Regions from separate parts of the Gossypium hirsutum genome. Here all the other regions are linked to region 4. A link is a contact called in public Hi-C data. All regions are on one chromosome and are shown on one strand. The core of a region is the stretch at or near the end of the contact, and the rest is flanking DNA. Distances in the headings are between cores, read along the strand shown.

Region 1 (4,437 bases), core at 780-3,279, 400 kb before region 4:
CTCAAATTGCTTCTTAGCTATTTTTAGGGCCTCGATGGCTCAATTTAGGGACAAAATGCATGCGATTGGATGAATTATGATATGTTTAGCCTATTTGAATGATATGATGTTTAATGTTCTCGATTGTACGGTAATGCTCTGTAACCCTAATCTGGCGACGAAGATAGGTTAGGGGTGTTACAATTCAAATATTGGCTTGTAGTTGTTGGATAACTTTCGCCTGCAAGGAAACCTCAACATCAAGATGGTGTAGAAACCTTTGATCAAAAGCTGAGAGTTGAATTGACATGCTTGTCTTAGTGCCAACTCCTACAGGCACTATCTCCACTAATTGATCAGAGACAACTTCAGGGAGTGTTGCTTGGTGTTTCCCTTCAAGCCACTTGTATGAAAACTTCAATTTCGGAGGCTTCCTTTCATTGGTGATTAAGTTCTTTTTTTTTAAATTTTGAGCTCCAAGCGACAATTCGACGATTTGTATGATGGATTAGTAAACATCAATAAGTAGATGAACATATCTTAAATCGAAGTCAATCTGTTGGTCAATGTTGGAGACCAAGGAAGAAAGTTGTTAATGTGTTTGTTTGTAAATTCATGATGTTTAAAGTTGTTTCATGAAAAAAAAACTTAATTGTAGAAGAGAAAGGGAATGAGAGCTTTTGATTTATATAAGCAATGCGAGCAGAGAAGTCGATTTTAACAACTCAATGACTTCAATAAAAAATTTTAAATTATTTAATAACTATTTTTTAAATTTTAAACTAAAGGGATGAAAATATAAATTTAGTATTAGTTTAATGATGTTACGGTGTAATTTATCTTAAACCTAATTTCGTACTAAAGTAGTAAACCAAAGGCCAAATTCAATTCATTGAATGCGACATTCCAAAACAATAAAGAAAAAACAGCAAGAACGTGGGAGACAAGACAAACAATGAAACAACCCTTTTGTGCCTGTCAAACTTTGACACTTACAACAAAAACACGACACCGGGGGAACCTGCACTGGATCTTTCTTTCACACCAAACACTGTGTTGGAGGGACTCGTCTTTTCTCAATATAAATCGATTTTAAGTAGTTTAAATTTTGTATTGGTTTAATAAAATATAATTATTGGATTTAATTTGCAATTTTAAAATTTATTTTACATATAACTATATATATTATGCTTTTAAATTATATTTACATGTATATATAATATATAAAAATATTTTAAAAAATTAAGAAACTCAAAGTAATATACCAAACTACATCTATATCGATATACAAGAATATTAAAAAATGCATTTATAGTATAGTATTTGATTATTTTGTTTATAAAAATATTATGGAGATTCTTATACTGTGAGTCAAATTATATTTTGTTCTTTTTTAACTCAAAAAATAAACCAATTAATTTTTATGTACTAGATTAAAAGGTAAATTAATCATTCTATTAAAAATTAGTTCTTGTACCATAACACGTCACATGTATTATTTAATTAATAATAGAAATAAATTAAATTTTTAATAAAAATAACAAATTTACCCGATGTTTACTTTCACCTAAGTCCATCAAAAGCCGTTCAACTTCCATCTTTCCAAAAAAACTGGGGGACTTTTTCACACTTACTTTGAAGAGTCGCCGCCACCATTCCACAGAACTATTGCTTGGACTTTGCTTTTATACTGTACAGCCAGCTGGATCATATGAATTTTACAAACCATCCTCATTTATTTAGCTTTCATCTTGGAGAAAAATACTTTAAAATAATATATTTATTTCAGATTTATAGAATTTTAAAAATAAAAATAAAAACATTTTATGCATATTGCTTTCCTTGCCAAATCAATTTTAAATTATTAAAAGCAAACCCTAAATTCATGATACTTTCAAACTATGTCGTTTAAGAATTAGGAACCAGAAAAGATTCCGTAATATTCTTGCTTTTTCCGTTTCCAACTCACGTAATGTACGGCAGCTTTCCTCTTTTTTTAATTTCTCTTTCTCCTGTTCTCCACCAATATAAATATACATGCTTTCAAGAGGGTGTTTAGCTTAGCTCAACAATTTTCTTGCACCTCAAGTCGGCTGCTTTCAGCTTTCAGCACCTTCATCTACCTTTTATTTTAGTATTTTTTTTTTAAATTTACTGTCGACATCACCAAAACTATTAATACTTATTGGGCTTTGATTCTTTGTGTGTGTTCTCTGAAAACAACGCCATTAACATTTTCTCTTAAAACCTCTCCCAGAATCTACTTCAAGAAGACAAACCTCAAATATTTCCAAAGTAATGTCCTTCATCTTCTTTATTAAAAAAAAACTGTTCTTTGTTTCTTTCTCTTCTATTGTTTTGTTTTCAGTTAGGCAATTTTGTGGTAAATGGTTGTTCATTGGTCATACTTATTTCTAACAGTTCACTGTTACATGTTTGATAAGATTTTTGGTTTCTGTCTAGGGTTTTACTATAACATCTCTAAAACCCTTTGTGCTTGTATAGTAGGATAGTTGCTCGTATGTTTAAATATATTAATTAGGCTGCCTCTAGTGATACTTAGAAACCAAAAGAAGATTCTTGAAAGAAATGCCTTCATTTTATTACTACTTTGTCGTATGCAATTTGTGCTACTCCCCTCACATTTAGTCGTATTTGTACAAATCGTCGTTGCTTCTAATGATACATTTGTCGCAAATTCAGAACTTTCTTGGCAATGATCGATTGAATATTCTTCATATATATGGTGTTTTCTGATAGGTTTGGGCTGGTTCTACTGTTAAAATACAGAGTTGGTCGGTTAAATCGTTTTTTTGTTAACCGAATCGACGGGTTGCCCTCCCCAGCTTCTCTATTTAACTCATCTCCTCAATTCAGCCCTTCTGCTATATTTGAATTGTATACCTTACTTCACTATATATTTCTTTTCCAGGGCAGAAATAAAGGTATTGCTAGAAATTTGATTAAAACAAGTTGTTCATGGCACTTGCACGGGTTGCCAGGAGTGGCTTGAGAAGATCAGGTGGTGTCGTTGGTAGTAACACGACTGAGAGGAATATCTTCTTTGAAAGATTATCCGGTTCCCTTGAAAAAATCAATGTGCACAGCAATTTGACATCCCTTTCCACCATAAAAGGGTTGAATCACATGAATTTTTGGAGCAGGGGAATAAGGACAACCCCACATTATCAGTTTCCTTTAGCTGACCGACTAGTGGAGACAGAGTCGGAGTCGGAACATGATGAACCAAGGTATCCAGGACTAGAGGCAACCAAGCCAGGCGAAAAGCCTAGAGTGGTTGTCCTTGGTACTGGATGGGCAGCATGCCGATTCCTCAATGGGCTTGACACCAAAGCCTATGATGTTGTTTGCATATCACCTCGAAACCACATGGTTTTCACCCCTTTGCTTGCTTCAACTTGTGTTGGAACTCTTGAATTCCGCTCGGTTTCCGAGCCTGTTAGCCGGATACAGTCTGCATTGGCAACAAGCCCCAATTCATACTTCTATCTTGCTTCTTGCATAGGCGTTGACACTAACAAACATGAGGTGCGTTAATGTATGCCAGAAATATTATATTTTACAGTATCTACATTCTCCTCTCTAATCATTCTGTATGTAGTATTGTGCAATAACATGCATATACTCATGATTGTTATTGGTTCAGAAAAACATGCAAGAGTGAATTGTCTTATTATAAAATGAGATTCCATGTTCTTTGCTTGTCAAGTTATTAAAAGCCTAAGTACATAATGCGTTGATCAGGTGTATTGTGAGACAATGAGCAATGGTGGACTACCTCACGAACCTTATCAATTTAAAGTTGCATATGACAAGCTTGTAATTGCCGCTGGAGCAGAGCCTTTAACTTTTGGTATCAAGGGTGTGAAGGGAAATGCATATTTCCTTCGTGAAGTGAATCATGCCCAAGAAATAAGGAAGAAACTTCTTTTGAACCTAATGCTCTCTGAAAATCCAGGTGAGTGATCCCTTTGAATCCTTGGCCTGTGCATACCAAAAAATCCCATCACGAGGACTCTCTGTCTCGGTTCGAACTCCTTATGAGGATTCCTTGTGGCTAAACTTAACTATTCTCTTACAATTGAGTTTGTCATTGCAGGCATATCAGAAGAAGAAAAGAGACGCCTCTTGCATTGTGTTATCATTGGGGGTGGCCCAACAGGAGTGGAGTTCAGTGGTGAGTTGAGCGATTTCATTATGAGAGATGTCCGGGAGAGATACAGTCATGTAAAAGATTACATCAAAGTTACACTCATAGAGGTATATAGGAGCAACAAAGTAACTTCTTTCCCATACTTCTCTCTAAGTAATTATCTGTATATATGGATGTTGATTTTTCCAATATCTATATCCTAATCAGGCAAATGAGATTTTGTCATCCTTTGATGTTGGACTACGCCAATATGCAACAAATCACTTGAGGAAGGTAATTTTAAT
Region 2 (4,443 bases), core at 956-3,455, 330 kb before region 4:
ACCAAAAATACAATACAACCACCAAAATAAAAGAAAACCATGATAACTCCCTTGAAAATCAACTTGGACTCTTGAATCCTAATGAAAAATTGCTTAGAAATCGGTTTCAATAGTATTCGTTGGGTAATTTTTGTGCTATCTCTTGATGGTTGCCTATTCCCTCATTTATGTCCTTATTTATACCTTTTAAAGTGTCAAAAAAACCTAAAAATTGCAGCTTTCAGTTGTTAGTGCACACGGGTCCCAAGATCAACATGCCCTAGACACACGGTAGCTTGGATTGCCCGTGTGAAACTTTGTTGCATGTGTACAACTTTTGGAATACTCCAATCAGGGACGAAGCTAGAAAATTTTTTTAGGGGGCCGAAATAAAATTTTAATTTTTAATAGTTTGTATCTTTATAATTTTTAAAAGGTTAAATCAATTTTTTTATAATTTTAGGGGGGCAAAATGAAATTTTACCTTTACAAATTTAATTTTTTAAATTTTCTAAAGGGCATAAATAGTAATTTTCCATTTTAGGAGGCCGGGGCCTCTATCAGCCCCCCTAAATTTGCCTCTGGCTCCAATGTTCTAATTTCCATTGTTTTTCACTCATGTTGTTCCCAAATGCCCTATTAAGCATCAACACATGAATATTAAGACTATATAATTCATAATTAATGTCACATAATCACCTAAAAATGCACAAAGAATGAGGCTAAATTTTGTTACTTTTGACACTTATCAGTTTTTAGAATCAGACTGATGGTCGAACCAATCAGGCTACAAGTATGCCAGTTTGACTGGTATGTCCAGTTCAATTAAATAAAACATTGAAAAAAAATCAGTTCAACCGTTTGATTCCCAAGTCAACTGATCTAATGGCTTTCTTTGGACAAATAACCTTATTGATTTCAATCTAATTATTTTGATCAATCCTATCCTAATCAAGTTTTCATGGTCTTTTTTAAAATTCCTATATGTTTATATCAAATTTATTATTTTAATATTTGTATTTTTTATGATTTTTGTATAGTTATGCATTTTTAAATATGTTATATTAATTTTATAAAAAATTAATGATTTATTAGATATTTTGTATTTTATAATATTGATAAGTTTGTATTATTTTTTATAAGTTTACATAAAATTTAATATTTATAAATTTCTATTCTTTTATAAAATTTTTTAATGATTTTTAATTATTCTTATAACAAAATATTAGATTAAAATAAAAGTTATCATATGTTACTGTATGATTGGTCTATTAATTCATTTTAACAATTAACGTAATCAATGACGAAAATTATTAACGCCATGGTTGAATTAAAAATTTATTTTTAACAAGAATTTAATATTTTTGACTATCTATGAATAGATTTTTGACATATAATTGTTTTTTTTAATACAGCTGAGGTTGAATAAAATTGAAGTTTGGATTTCAAAAATAAATGTGTGAAGCATTTAAGTTGAATTAAATATAAAAAAAAAATGTTACCGCTTAAGGCTATCTTTTATCAACACCACTTTGATTAACTTCAAACGTATTGATGAAATCATGATGACACCCAAAAGCAAAGAATTATTGCCCTGGTATTTAAGAGTACTAACGTTGAAAACGCTTGCAAGCTTCTACCTTGGGATGATAGACCACCAATATCAAGAGAGACCCATCCATGATGCTAATCACCATTTAACGCCTTCTTTATCATTACTTTAAGCTCAATTAACGAGGAAAACTGAGAAGGAAACATTTACTGACGAATGCAGTGGAAACTATTCAAAATCAAAGCTGCTGCTCTCCATTACTACAACACCCTGTTTCTCCATTACTTTTGACACAAAACAGGATCATCCCCTAGTAAGACAACACTCTGGATGGCACTCAAATCAGGGTTTTCCACCCCTTCACTTTTTTTTGGATTTAAAATTGAAGTCTAGTTATTATCCTTCCTTAAAATTAGTTTTATTAAATTTATCAATTAATATTTTAAAATTTAAAAAAAATATTAAAATTATTAATGTATTAATGACATTAATTAATTATTGTCGAAAAAATTATATATAATCATGTAACATTTTAATAAAAAAGAAGATATTAAAAGTTAAAATATAAATATTAAATGTGAGAATAATCAAAATGGTTAAAGAGAAGAGAGAGATGTGAATGCAGACTTTTGGTTTATATATAGTGTTATTGGTTCTGAGTTGAAAATCTCATTGCAATGAGAGATTGAGATATTATATGCAGAAATTTACACCCAACCTGAGTGTAATTTGTCTCACAATTACAATAAACCATTATCTGTTTTATTTGTTTTTATATTTATAGGTCTCCTCAACGCAAAACAAAGAAGAGAGCGAGAGTATCTAATCATTTCCAAATGCCTTTAAATTGCTCAACCCTTGGTTTCAGAGTCCCCCATCTCCTGCCACAAACCAACTACATAGCTTCCACTACCTACGTGGGAAGCTGCTTCCCTACGCATAGGACAAAAACCCACCCACACAACTTCCACATTGTTTCTCAGTTAAAGTCTAACCAAAACTTCTCTTCTTCTTCTTCTTCTTCTTCTTCCTCAGTAATGGAAGAGCAGAGAGAGCTTGTTGTTTCACCAGCTCAAGCACAAGAAGCATATGCCAAGGAATTGGATGTCGCTATCAGGGCTGTTCAAATGGCCTCTTCTCTCTCTCTCAATCTTCAACACACTTCACTTCATTCCAAACATGACAACTCTCTTCTCACTCTGCCAGGTACATCAATCACCTTTTCTTTCCTTTTAACTCTGCATCTTGGGTGGTTAAATGTAACCCAGAACGTGGATACTTCCAGTACAAGGTACAAAGAACTAAAATACCATTCACTATTTCTATAACATGTAATTTTCGATCTATTTAGCAAGAATGAAATACGATTTATTGGACATAAAATTTTGGGGAATTTGCGCATATAGTTTGTGTTTATGTGAACCCAATTTTACATAAATAAATTTCGAAATTTGTCAAGTTTTACTTTATACTTTTATATTATATTATATGCTGATACAATCAGATTTACAAATTTGGATCACTAGTGTTTCTATGTACCAATTCAAAGTTAATGATTTTTAGTACAAGCTGAAATTGATATATGAGGATAATTGCTGCGTTGCCAATGTTTTGTTGACAAATAAGGGGTCATGAAAAGGATTTGATGCCTACAGTTAAAATGCTGACCACATCTCTCATTTAATTGGGCCTTAAAATTTTGAGTGGGAGAAACTATTCCTGGTCACCCATTACGTGTGGAGCAATGCCTGAGAATGGAGAGATCAGTAGGTCCATTAACATACCCTAACTTCAATCCCATAACAAATTGATGGCCATTCAATGAAGTACTATGTTACTCGTATTTGGATGGATACATGTCTAACATGAGTTTATTAAACTTTTTTCCAACTATTTTTTCATCTGCTTGAAGATCCTTGGAAAGTCATATCCCCACACTTCTATTTCCTTGCTTATGCTTGCAAAATCCATCTTAGATTAACCAAAGATTCCTACTTTCTAGATTGGAGCGTTCATGCAGCGGTAAGCTGGATACTTTCTGAATCCTTCGGCTGCCAAAATGTGTCTATTCTTGGCAACAAAGATGTTCAAAGCCTCTCTAAAGCTGATGCAGCTGACCTGCTAGATGCTGTGGTGAAAACAGTCAACGATTGTCTAGTTGAGGCACCTCATTTTGGGCTTAAGGGTCCTGAAACGCGGCTCAGGAGTTTGGATGTACTCGAAGCTATTAGTCGCTGCAATTCATCAGGAGGTCCTACTGGAAGATTTTGGGCACTTGGCCACCTTGATGGTACATTCGGGTTTGTACGTGATGATCAATATGCTGTTGCTTTAGCATTGATAGAGGATGGGGAAGTTGTTCTTGGTGTTCTTGGTTGCCCAAATTATCCAATGAAGAAGGAATGGCTAACGTATCATCACCGCTATCACCGGATCCTATCTAAACTCACCCCACCAACATCCAACTCGTGGGATAAAGGTTGTGTAATTCATGCAAGGAAAGGCAGTGGTGAGGCTTGGATACAACCTATACACCAGAAGAATAAGCTAGTACCATGGGCAAACTCTGCAATACGGGTTCAAGTATCCTCGATTGATAATCCGGCATTGGCTACATTTTGTGAACCAATTGACAAGTTAAATTCAACCCATTCCTTTACAGCAGGATTAGCTCACAGTGTTGGCCTTAGGTGCATACATATATTTTTCATGTTTGATCTCATTAGCATATACAAACTTCATATGCATAACAAAAACTACGATCATCCATATTGCCAATGCAGGAAGCAACCGCTGCGTGTGTACAGCATGGTGAAATATGCAGCCATTGCTCGAGGGGATGCCGAAATATTTATGAAGTTCGCAAGGACCGGGAGCAAAGAGAAGATATGGGATCATGCAGCTGGTGTTAT
Region 3 (4,867 bases), core at 1,736-4,235, 280 kb before region 4:
AAAGATAAAAAATAGTTTAGGAACATACGTTAGTGATTTCCCTCTAAAAACTATAGGAGGAGCCACAGCAGCAAAGATGCAAAATCCGATGTGAAGCTATAAACAGGGAAAACAACATGGATCAAAAGAATCAGTATTACGGACTCCATGGCAACAAAGAAACATATCTACCAGAGAAACATGAGTTAGTACCAAATCAAATAGGAAGAACCGTCCAAATGATAAAGCAGTTTCTTTCCTGCATTATGGTCGGAAGGTGAGAAAATATTTCAATTAAAATAAGTGATGATTAGAGATTAGCAAGTGCAGGGAATGTGAACAGCCAAATTTAAGGAAATGACAACGAAACTTTGCAGTAGAGGCAACCCAAAAACTGAATTGCAATATTCAGGAAAAGAGTGGAGTATGTTAAGTACCTAAAAGCACGATACAGCGGCCGATACCACAAAATATAGGCTCCTGGAACCCCTGCTATGAAGTAGATGATAGCCAAGAACCAGATCCTCACAGCTAAACAAAAACAAATACAGTCAAACACAACACAATCTAACGTTATATATTCAAAGGAAAACATGAAATATGGAAATGCATTTCTAAACTAACCTTCTCCTTTGATCCATGCGGTAGTAACAGCTACAATGTTCCACAGCAGGCACAGAAACAACCCTGCATAGAATCAAAATACATTACCAACTATCTGTAACCCATGGCTTACACAAAATCCCTTTCCAGCTAAAGAGTTTTTAAAAAGAAAAAAAAATGGTACAAATAATCACCCAATGGAAAAACTCATTGAGTACAGCACAAATTTTCTTTATGGACAAAAACGATGACATATGCATAGGTGCACCAAGCATAAGAACATAAGGTGAAAAAGCCTAAGAAACCCTTACCTAAAAATGTTGAAAATGCAACATACTGCAATCTTTGTAGATGAACTGGTATGTCATTTGCAATATCATGATGAATGATTGGAAAAAATGGGGGCCAATTTTTCTCTTCCAAAGTAATTCCAGCTGCAAAACAGGGAAGTCAAACTCTAGCTCATGGAAGAAATGTAATAGTAACTGACCATAAAAGGAAATAGAATCAGGTCAAAATATTTTTGCAAAAGAAATGTAGTCTAGAACAGATTTTGAAACTATGAACAAACTCAATGTTTTCTATGTGAATAGTCAAATTATAAAAAAGTAATGAAAGGTACCTCTTGCTGCTGCCTCTTCTTTCCGTCTCACTTCCTGCATCGAATAAGCTTATCAGTAAATATTGTGGGATAAAATCATTTATAATGTGTCGGCGGGAAACAAAAATAAATCTATGATTCTGTAGATTAAGAATGAACTCTTAAGTTATAAAATTTCTTCCACAATATACCTGCTCCCGCCTTCTCAGTTCAGCCTCCTTAGCCTGAAGTTCCTTCTCCTTCTTCTTCAAATCCTAGATTTAAACAGAAAAACCAGAACAGGGAGATCAAATGCTTAAAAAACTATTGGAAAAGGCATTTAGAGACTGGTCTTCACTCTTCACTAACCTGATAACTTGATCCTCCTGAAGCTGTATCAAGAGGGATGTCAATTGTTGCCTCATGACCATAATTGAAACCAGCAGGTTCAGGAGGTAGTGGTGAAAGTCTTGAGTTTGATGCAGGTGGAGCACTTGGAACATTCTGAAAATTTATTGATAATAGGCGTTCAAGAAGCAAGTATTATTACAAGGCAAAAGGTCCAGTTTACTGATGTTTAGAAGCAATACTAAAAGGTCAAATTAGACATGACGGAATCATGACAATATAGCCACAAGCAACCTATTTTTTCAGAACTTTGATATATGCAAGCTAGCTCAAACTATCAGCATCAGAAAAAGAAGTAAGTTTCTAGGTTAATCACTAAGATTTTACTATAGAATTCCTAGCAAATTAGCAAAAGATATGGAATTTCAGTGTGATCAAGAGATTAAATAGTGGTAGTTTAGCACAACATCATCACCTCAAGTTATGGTTTTACATAGCATAAGTTACCTAGGATCCATGTACGTAAACAAGCAAAGCCACAGCTAAATTTCACATCTCACATCCATTCTAGTCGGAAATATGTCCTAAGACAGTAGCCATTTTAACATCGAACACTAAGTTCTGAATTAAATATTCCCTTGAAACTTTATAAACAGGGATTTAGTTACCTTTGAAAATAGACCTCCACCAAATTTAGACTGGCCAGATGCCTTCCCTCTCACAGCTGGATCCTGGTAGAAATTATTCAAAAGAAAAAAATCATAATAAAACTGATGTCTGCTAGCATCCGTAAACTAACTTAGAATTGACAGATAATACACCCAGCAAGGCATCATAGTCTTCATCTCTAGGATTATATAAGTTTGCTACTTCGTTAAATGCATGTTCGGTGACAAGAAAACATGAAGTCAATGAAAGGAGCACACAACAACCAAGTAAAATACTTCCCATAACCGATTTCAACCAAGAATTTCAGATCAAACTGAAACCCAACAAAGCAATCAGGGAGTTAAAAACAAGTCAACCTATAATCTGCTAAAGAGCTGGCTATGGCTACCATAAACTGAACTGCATGAACCCAACCCAAAACATCATCAAATAACAGAAACAAAGAAAGAGAGAGAAAAGAGAAACTGACCGAGAAAGGATTAACTTCTTCTTCTCCTTCTTCAGCGAACGGGTTTTCATCGAAACGACCAGCCATCACCTTTTTAAGTTTTTTTTTTCTTTTTTGATCTATATAAACCTTATAACAATAAATTAAAACTGAAAATGGGAGAATAATACAAGGAAGATGAAAACTAGAGAGGAGAAAAAGAAGAAGAAGCTTGGAGGAGAAGAGAATGGAAAAACTGAAAGGTCAAAGGAAATTTGGGGTCATGAATGAAGTTCTAGAGAGAGAAAACGTGGTTTCCCTTGGGAAGAAGAGGTAGAGATAGAGAGGGGGAATGAGAAGTTGGACTTTTCGGTTAACAGTCAGTTTTGTTGAATATAATAAATATATTGTGACGAAACAGCGGGAAAAAACATTATTCTCTATTTGGTTAAGTATATTTTATTAAATTAATTTTCAAGTGTGTAAATACAGAAAATTAGAAGTGTAGATAACATAATTTTTCTTTTTCATATGCGTGCATGATGGGAGAGATGGAAAATTTGAAAGAAAATTACTTTTAATTTTTCTCCCTTTTTTGACATAAGTGAAAAATAGATTTATTTTTTATTTCATTATTTTTATATATTAGTATAAAACACGATATCACTTTTATTTGTTTTCTTTTCACTTTTCTTCTTAATCGAACGCACTATTTTTTTTTTCCTTTCATTCTTCTCATCTAATAGACAATTAAATCAGGTTTGAGAGCATATGGAAATATTTTGGTTTTTGACAAAATGAAATTATTAGTTATTAGAATAATTTTTAAAAATTCTAATATATTTTTAGTGTATTTTTTTAAAAAATTTATTAAACTCTATTAAATGCTAAATTTCTTTAAATGAATTTAAGTTTCAAGGATATATTTCAAAATAAGGCTTCAACCATAAAATGATAAAATCAATATTTACTATTATTTAAGTATTTTATTAAGTTGTCGTTGAGTCTCAGCTCGATTGACATGTGTATTGTCGTAACATAGGAGCACGTGAATGAAGTAAATTATTCTCCTATTTATAGGCTGGGAAGGGGTTACGGGTAGTTTCAAAAATTATATTAAAAAAAAGCATATATAATCAGAACCAATATTTTATTAAGTTAGTGTTACACTTGATTGGGTCATCAACTCAATTATAAAATTATAAAAATACTCATGTTTTTAGATTATAATTAATATTATTATGATAACATTTTTTTCACACATTTATATAGTTTTTAAATAAAAAAATTATAAATTCAAAGCTTAAATACACATTAAATAATATTAAAATATAAATTTATTACCACTTCACTTTTATTCAAATAAATTTTAAAAATAATTTGAAATTTTAGTTTAATATAAAATATTGAGTCCACACTAATATTAAATTTGATTCTTAATCGAAAAGGCTCTTCTAAAATAGGTATTTGTTAGAAACATTTGAAGGAGTGGATTTGGCAAAAATCTGCCAACCCCATCCAAAGTCACTTTCATCTCTAACAACCACCCATAAAATATTTCAATAAAAAATTATGTATGAATTCAAAATTATTTATTATTTGCACTAATATTTAGAATAAAATTAAATAAGATTTAAATATGAAAATAAAACTCATATTCATATATTAATTTTCTTTAAATTAATCTATTTATATTTTTAATTAAAAAGCATGAAACACCTACCTCATTTTTAGTTTTTTTTTAATAAGTAAATATAAATTTAGTATAATTTGTAATTTTATCTAAGCCGTCAATTTAATTATAAAATTACAAAAATGCTCATTGTTTAGTAATGTAATACAATTCAAAAAATTTTGACTATCAAAATAATCTTAAAAAAACATAAACAATCAATTTTCGGGTTTTTTTTACATGAATAATACAAAAAATTTAATTATGGAAACGAGACATGTTGTAGATTATTTGACTAAATTAACAATATATGTCATTTTTTTTATTTGGCCTTTTAGGCTTTTTTTTAAAAAAAATTAGGGAAATAGGTCAATTTTAGAGATAGAAAGGGAAGTCACGTCCAGCTGAGCGCACTTTCCTCCTCTGTCCTAGGGTTAAAGTGTAACACCCACAACCCATTTCCATTGCCAGAATAGGGTTACGGAGTATTACTATACATATCAGAACTTTTCATATCAATTGTCATCTAATTATAAAATAAATTTCATAAATACATATATGATTCATAATGAAATAGAACATACATTTA
Region 4 (4,557 bases), core at 1,476-3,975:
GTGTCTCTTCAATTTTCGGCAGCGATGGAGAAGGGCTGATTTTAGCTTGATTTTTCCCATTTTAATTCTTTAAAATGACAAATGACCAAAATGCCCTTATGCCCTTTCTTTAAAATTTCATCCATGTAAGCCCATTTTTGTCCAAAAATTTAGAATTTGGGAAAATTACTATCCAATACCTACTAATTCATAATCTAAAGCAATTTCATACAAATTGCTTCTAGAATCCAAGTTTTGCAATTTATTCAATTTAGTCCCTAATTTCCAATTGGACACCTTATGCTTAGAATTTCTTCATGAAACTTTAACACATGCATATACTCATATTCTAGGCCTCATAATAATCATAAAATAAATATTTTGGTGTCGGATTTGTGGTCCTGAAATTACTATTCTAACTAGGCCCTATTTCGGGATGTCACATTAGAAATATTAATCAATAATTAAGAAATCAAAATTTACTGCACCGTGGATAAACCACTATCTTAGAAACGAATTTACCTTGATGGGTGTAGTCGTGTAGTGGTCGTCATCTCTCAAGGTTAACATAGTGCTTCAATATTCGTTCACCCGAATAAGGAAGGTGGAACACAATTGGTATTGGTCTTCTCAAGGAAATTACAACATGATTAATTCCTAGGAAATTACAACATAGTTGATCTTGCTTAAAATCCAAACTTTTAGACAAAATTTCCTCTAATGTAATTTAGGCAAAAATGACAGAATTTTAGAAGGGAATAAAAAAGAGGCGAAGAGGAGAAAATAATTTTTTTATTGCTGTGTTTTTCTTTCTATGTGTAAAATAAGGAAAACCAACTCTTTATTTATAATAGTAATAGAAGGATAAAATAGTAAATATGCAAGGGTAAAAGAGTAAAAATCGTAGGGTTAGTTTTGTAACTGATCCATCATTTCTGCGCAATAGTAAAAAAAAATCTCATGTTTTAGATTTTCGTAATAATAAAAAAAAAGAAGAAAAATAAAATTGTTTTAAAAAAATTATTTTTGTGAAAAATAATATAAGAGTTTTATTCAAAAGAGAATACACACGGCATGATAAAAACACATGTTAGCATTGGCACTAATACAAATTAAGCTACAATAATATATGTGTTCGGCCTATAGCCCAATTATTCAATGAGAATAAAAAGAAAGGCTATATATAAACTTTCTTAATAATTTATATTTAACCAATGTAGAATAGCTCAAACCCAATTTATTGGACCTATGCAATGTACCAGTTTCTTCCTCATCACCTTCGCTTTTCATACCCTTTACTAACACAACTCCTTTCTTTCTCAAATACATCACACAGTATTAACTCAATCATGAGAGAGCGTGCGTTTTAGAGTACAAATTTGGATGCCATTAGCTGTTTTATCATGAAGAAATAATATACAAAAGACTAGTTGGAGAAGTGGAGATATTTAACTATATATTTGGTTGAGGCTGGGGGTAGGCTAGGTGGGTGGGATGGGTCACGTGTACTTTATTTATTTATTGCCATTTCACATGTGTAAAATGTGTTGATTGAAGATTGAGAGAATATGACACTAGTTTGACACCTCCTCCTCCTCCTTACATTACGATTTTAGAAAAATAATGATAATTTCACCCTTTTTTTAATATTATGTGAGATACAAATTACAATCTTTTTCTAAATAATAAAAAACCTACAATATTTTTAGAAAGGCCTCTCACTCATGGCGTACAGAGAATTAATGCGGCCAATGGCTTGGTCACTTCCCAAATGCCATTTTCCTTTTTTTTTTCTTTGGTTTTGCTGAGGTTAGCCTCTTAACTGTCAAATTTTATTTCTTTATTTTGTTACATTCCTAATTATTTTTTAATAATATTGTCTTTAAAGTTGAAATCCACCTTCTTTCAAACATCTATAATTTCTTAAATTATGCTATACTATACATGTTGGGATAACCATGAGGTTACATCCACCAATTAAAGCTTCAATTATTGCCCTTTAATTTTAATTTTACAATCATATGATAAAATTCCCAAACAATGAAAAATAAGTGTAAAAATTCTACATAATGTGAGTGTTCAAGGAAAATAATTACATGGTTTGTGGCTTTATAAATAAAGGCTATCTTTTTATGTTGAGAAGGTTGGTTTTTTCTTTTGAAGTACATAGTAGGAAAAGCCACTGATTGTTTTGTTTGGAATTGAATGAAAGACCAACTAAGCTTAAACCATTGGGCAGCAAAAATTGGATTGGGATGGATCAGTTATTGGTTCTTCACAAACCCAAGATGAATGGAGACCAAAATGGCCTCATAAGATAAGACCCAAATGGAACATTTGTCTCACTCAGCTTCTTGTCTGGTATACTTTACATCCAAACTTGTTTGTTGCAAACTATGGGCTATATATGTTTGATAGTCCATCAAATTCAGTATTTATAAAATTAAATAAATATAACTTAAATTGAAATAATGAGATTGGCTTTCCTATTGACTGTTGATACAGATGGCTAAAGAAAAGTAGATGCGGTCACTGCTCATAAGCAGCATCTCTCTTTGTTTTTTAAGTTTGTGTTTGTCATGTTACTTGGCATAAATCAACTTGTATCGCAAAATCTAAGGGTTGATTAGATGTGGCATATGCAACTTTACCAGTCCAAGATTCCATCATAGGTAGGGTCTCAAATTATTAGGCAAGGGCTAGTGTTTTTGTTCCAAATATTGAGACAATTTAACAACTTTTTCCTAATCTTACTGATTATTTCATACGTTTAAGAACAGATCATTTCCATGTAAATCCATGAAAGTTGTGGGTCAAGTGTTCGACCACAAACCATAAACCCAATCACAACCGTTCAATTAACCCTAACAGTGGTCCCACATCGACCGCCCATTCTGGTTAGATTTAGACATCACATGTACCGAGGGACTGTAAAAAGACATATCAATAATCCCCCCACCTCCTCTTCTAGACGACTAGAACATGCGCCGCTCCTTAAAAATTCCACAAATCACGAGACATATGCAGCTCAAAGGGACTTGAATGAAAAACGACGAAATATGAAGGTCATTTAGATAAATAGAAATATGTTACCTAAGAATAAAATGCACTCCATTGAGGTTACGCCTCCGTTATGGGGAGTGGAGACCTTCTTCATCGAGTCTAAAGCCGGGAAATACTTAATCTACTTACCAACAGATCATTGCTGAACTTAAAACTCAACAATGGCACTTTGTTTCTGAGTCAATCTGTAGATTCCATTTCCTCAAATGGGTTGCTGTGTAAGCACCAACACAGGTTCCCTTCGTGCGAAGGAATCACATTTGCAAGTGGGTGTTGAATCCAAAGCTCCACCACCTTCGGCTGAAGAAGAAACTGTGAAGGAAGTTTTATCTGAAACCCCAAAAACCAAAGCTCCCATCTTTACCCCACAACAAGAAGAGAGCAAGCAAACCCAGATTGAGAAACCGGTCTTTGTCAAGATCCAAGAGAAGGAAAGCCTTAATTTCAACGTCAAGACCAAACCAAAATCACCTGTCCTTGAAGAGTCAGCTTCGGAAGAGGTTTCCGAGATTTGCAGCGTGAGTTTAAGTGAAAGCCTTTCCACTGTTACTGATAGGAGAGATGAAGAAGATGAAGTGAGGCAGCTAAAGGTGTTCAGATCTTCGGCAAGACCCGGGTCAAGGAACCGTGTCGTGGGTCGGAAGCTTGATCAATCACCTAACAAAAGAAATGGGGTCGTGAACGGGGGATCATCAGTGAGGTTGGTTCAAAGCAAGGGGGGATCCCCAGTGAAACGTGGGTCAAGACCCGATCCGCCAAGGAAGGATCCGGGTGGGAGTTCAGGGAGGAGGTCAAGATCACCTGCGGTGAATAGAGCTGTAATGGGTCGGAGCTCGTCCGGAGGTAGGACCATTCATTCTCCTGGTAGGGTCCGACGTGACCCAGGAGAGCAACAACAACACGTTACTACAACTACCATGGAAGGGAAATGGCCAAGCAGCAATAATAATGGTGCTACAACGAGTGCTCCAAATGAATCACTTGAAAATCCTCTTGTCTCCCTTGAATGTTTCATCTTTCTTTAAGGATTAAAAGAAAATATTGTACCTTTAGAGTTCATATATTGTAATTTCTCTTATTGTTTTTGTTTTGTTTGTGAATACTGATTCAATGCAAATGTCAATCCGGACTGCAATGCAATGGGAGATTTTGGTTGTATTTAAGAACGTATGAAATTGAATGCCTTTAACTTGACATGTTGGTGTGGAAAAACATGTGTTTTCTGCAAAATATGATTCAATTTGGTACAAAATGATTGCTCCTTTTCCATCTTTCTTTATCCAAGAACTTGAGGCTTCTATTGGGTTTTTGGTATGGTTAAAGGAGTTCACATTGAGACAACTTTAAGAACAAAAAAGTTTTATCTTTAGAGATTAATCATATGATTGAGATGCGTAATTATGTCTTTGAAACTAGATCTTGAGCTGCCTACTACTATACCTGGAACTCCTTTTAGGATTCTCACAAAGACCAGACCATAAGGAGAATGCATGGGTTCTTCATGCAGCTAGCCCC

What was found. A called contact is a pair of places that touch in the nucleus more often than the background predicts.
Region 1: a Hi-C map of leaf shows a contact between it and region 4, with 3 times the contacts expected there. The contact joins the promoter of LOC107945906 here to the promoter of LOC107962281 in region 4. A contact is called at or near these places in 2 of 34 Hi-C or Micro-C datasets (both in leaf).
Region 2: a contact with region 4 is called in a Hi-C map of leaf, with 3 times the contacts expected there. The contact joins the promoter of LOC107945895 here to the promoter of LOC107962281 in region 4. A contact is called at or near these places in 7 of 34 Hi-C or Micro-C datasets (callus, leaf and petal).
Region 3: a contact with region 4 is called in a Hi-C map of leaf, with 2.5 times the contacts expected there. The contact joins the promoter of LOC107945873 here to the promoter of LOC107962281 in region 4. A contact is called at or near these places in 7 of 34 Hi-C or Micro-C datasets (anther, hypocotyl and leaf).

What each region holds. Positions count from the first base shown.
Region 1 is chrA06:91,792,958-91,797,394 of Gossypium_hirsutum_v2.1, reverse strand. LOC107945906 (internal alternative NAD(P)H-ubiquinone oxidoreductase A1, mitochondrial) reads left to right here and starts at 2,029. Exons shown (of 8, transcript XM_016880068.2): 1 at 2,029-2,274; 2 at 2,917-3,528; 3 at 3,745-3,958; 4 at 4,100-4,260; 5 at 4,361-4,426. The coding sequence starts at 2,959.
Region 2 is chrA06:91,721,756-91,726,198 of Gossypium_hirsutum_v2.1, reverse strand. It overlaps LOC107945895 (PAP-specific phosphatase HAL2-like), which reads left to right and starts at 2,205. Exons shown (of 3, transcript XM_016880047.2): 1 at 2,205-2,737; 2 at 3,534-4,221; 3 at 4,315-4,443. The coding sequence starts at 2,368.
Region 3 is chrA06:91,677,685-91,682,551 of Gossypium_hirsutum_v2.1, reverse strand. LOC107945873 (secretory carrier-associated membrane protein 3) reads right to left here and starts at 2,985. Exons shown (of 13, transcript XM_016880030.2): 1 at 2,649-2,985; 2 at 2,179-2,241; 3 at 1,532-1,666; 4 at 1,375-1,437; 5 at 1,205-1,238; 6 at 894-1,016; 7 at 604-666; 8 at 417-510; 9 at 193-238; 10 at 29-96. The coding sequence starts at 2,714.
Region 4 is chrA06:91,392,825-91,397,381 of Gossypium_hirsutum_v2.1, reverse strand. It overlaps LOC107962281 (serine/arginine repetitive matrix protein 1), which reads left to right and starts at 2,725. Exons shown (of 1, transcript XM_016898596.2): 1 at 2,725-4,236. The coding sequence starts at 3,249. The coding sequence ends at 4,067.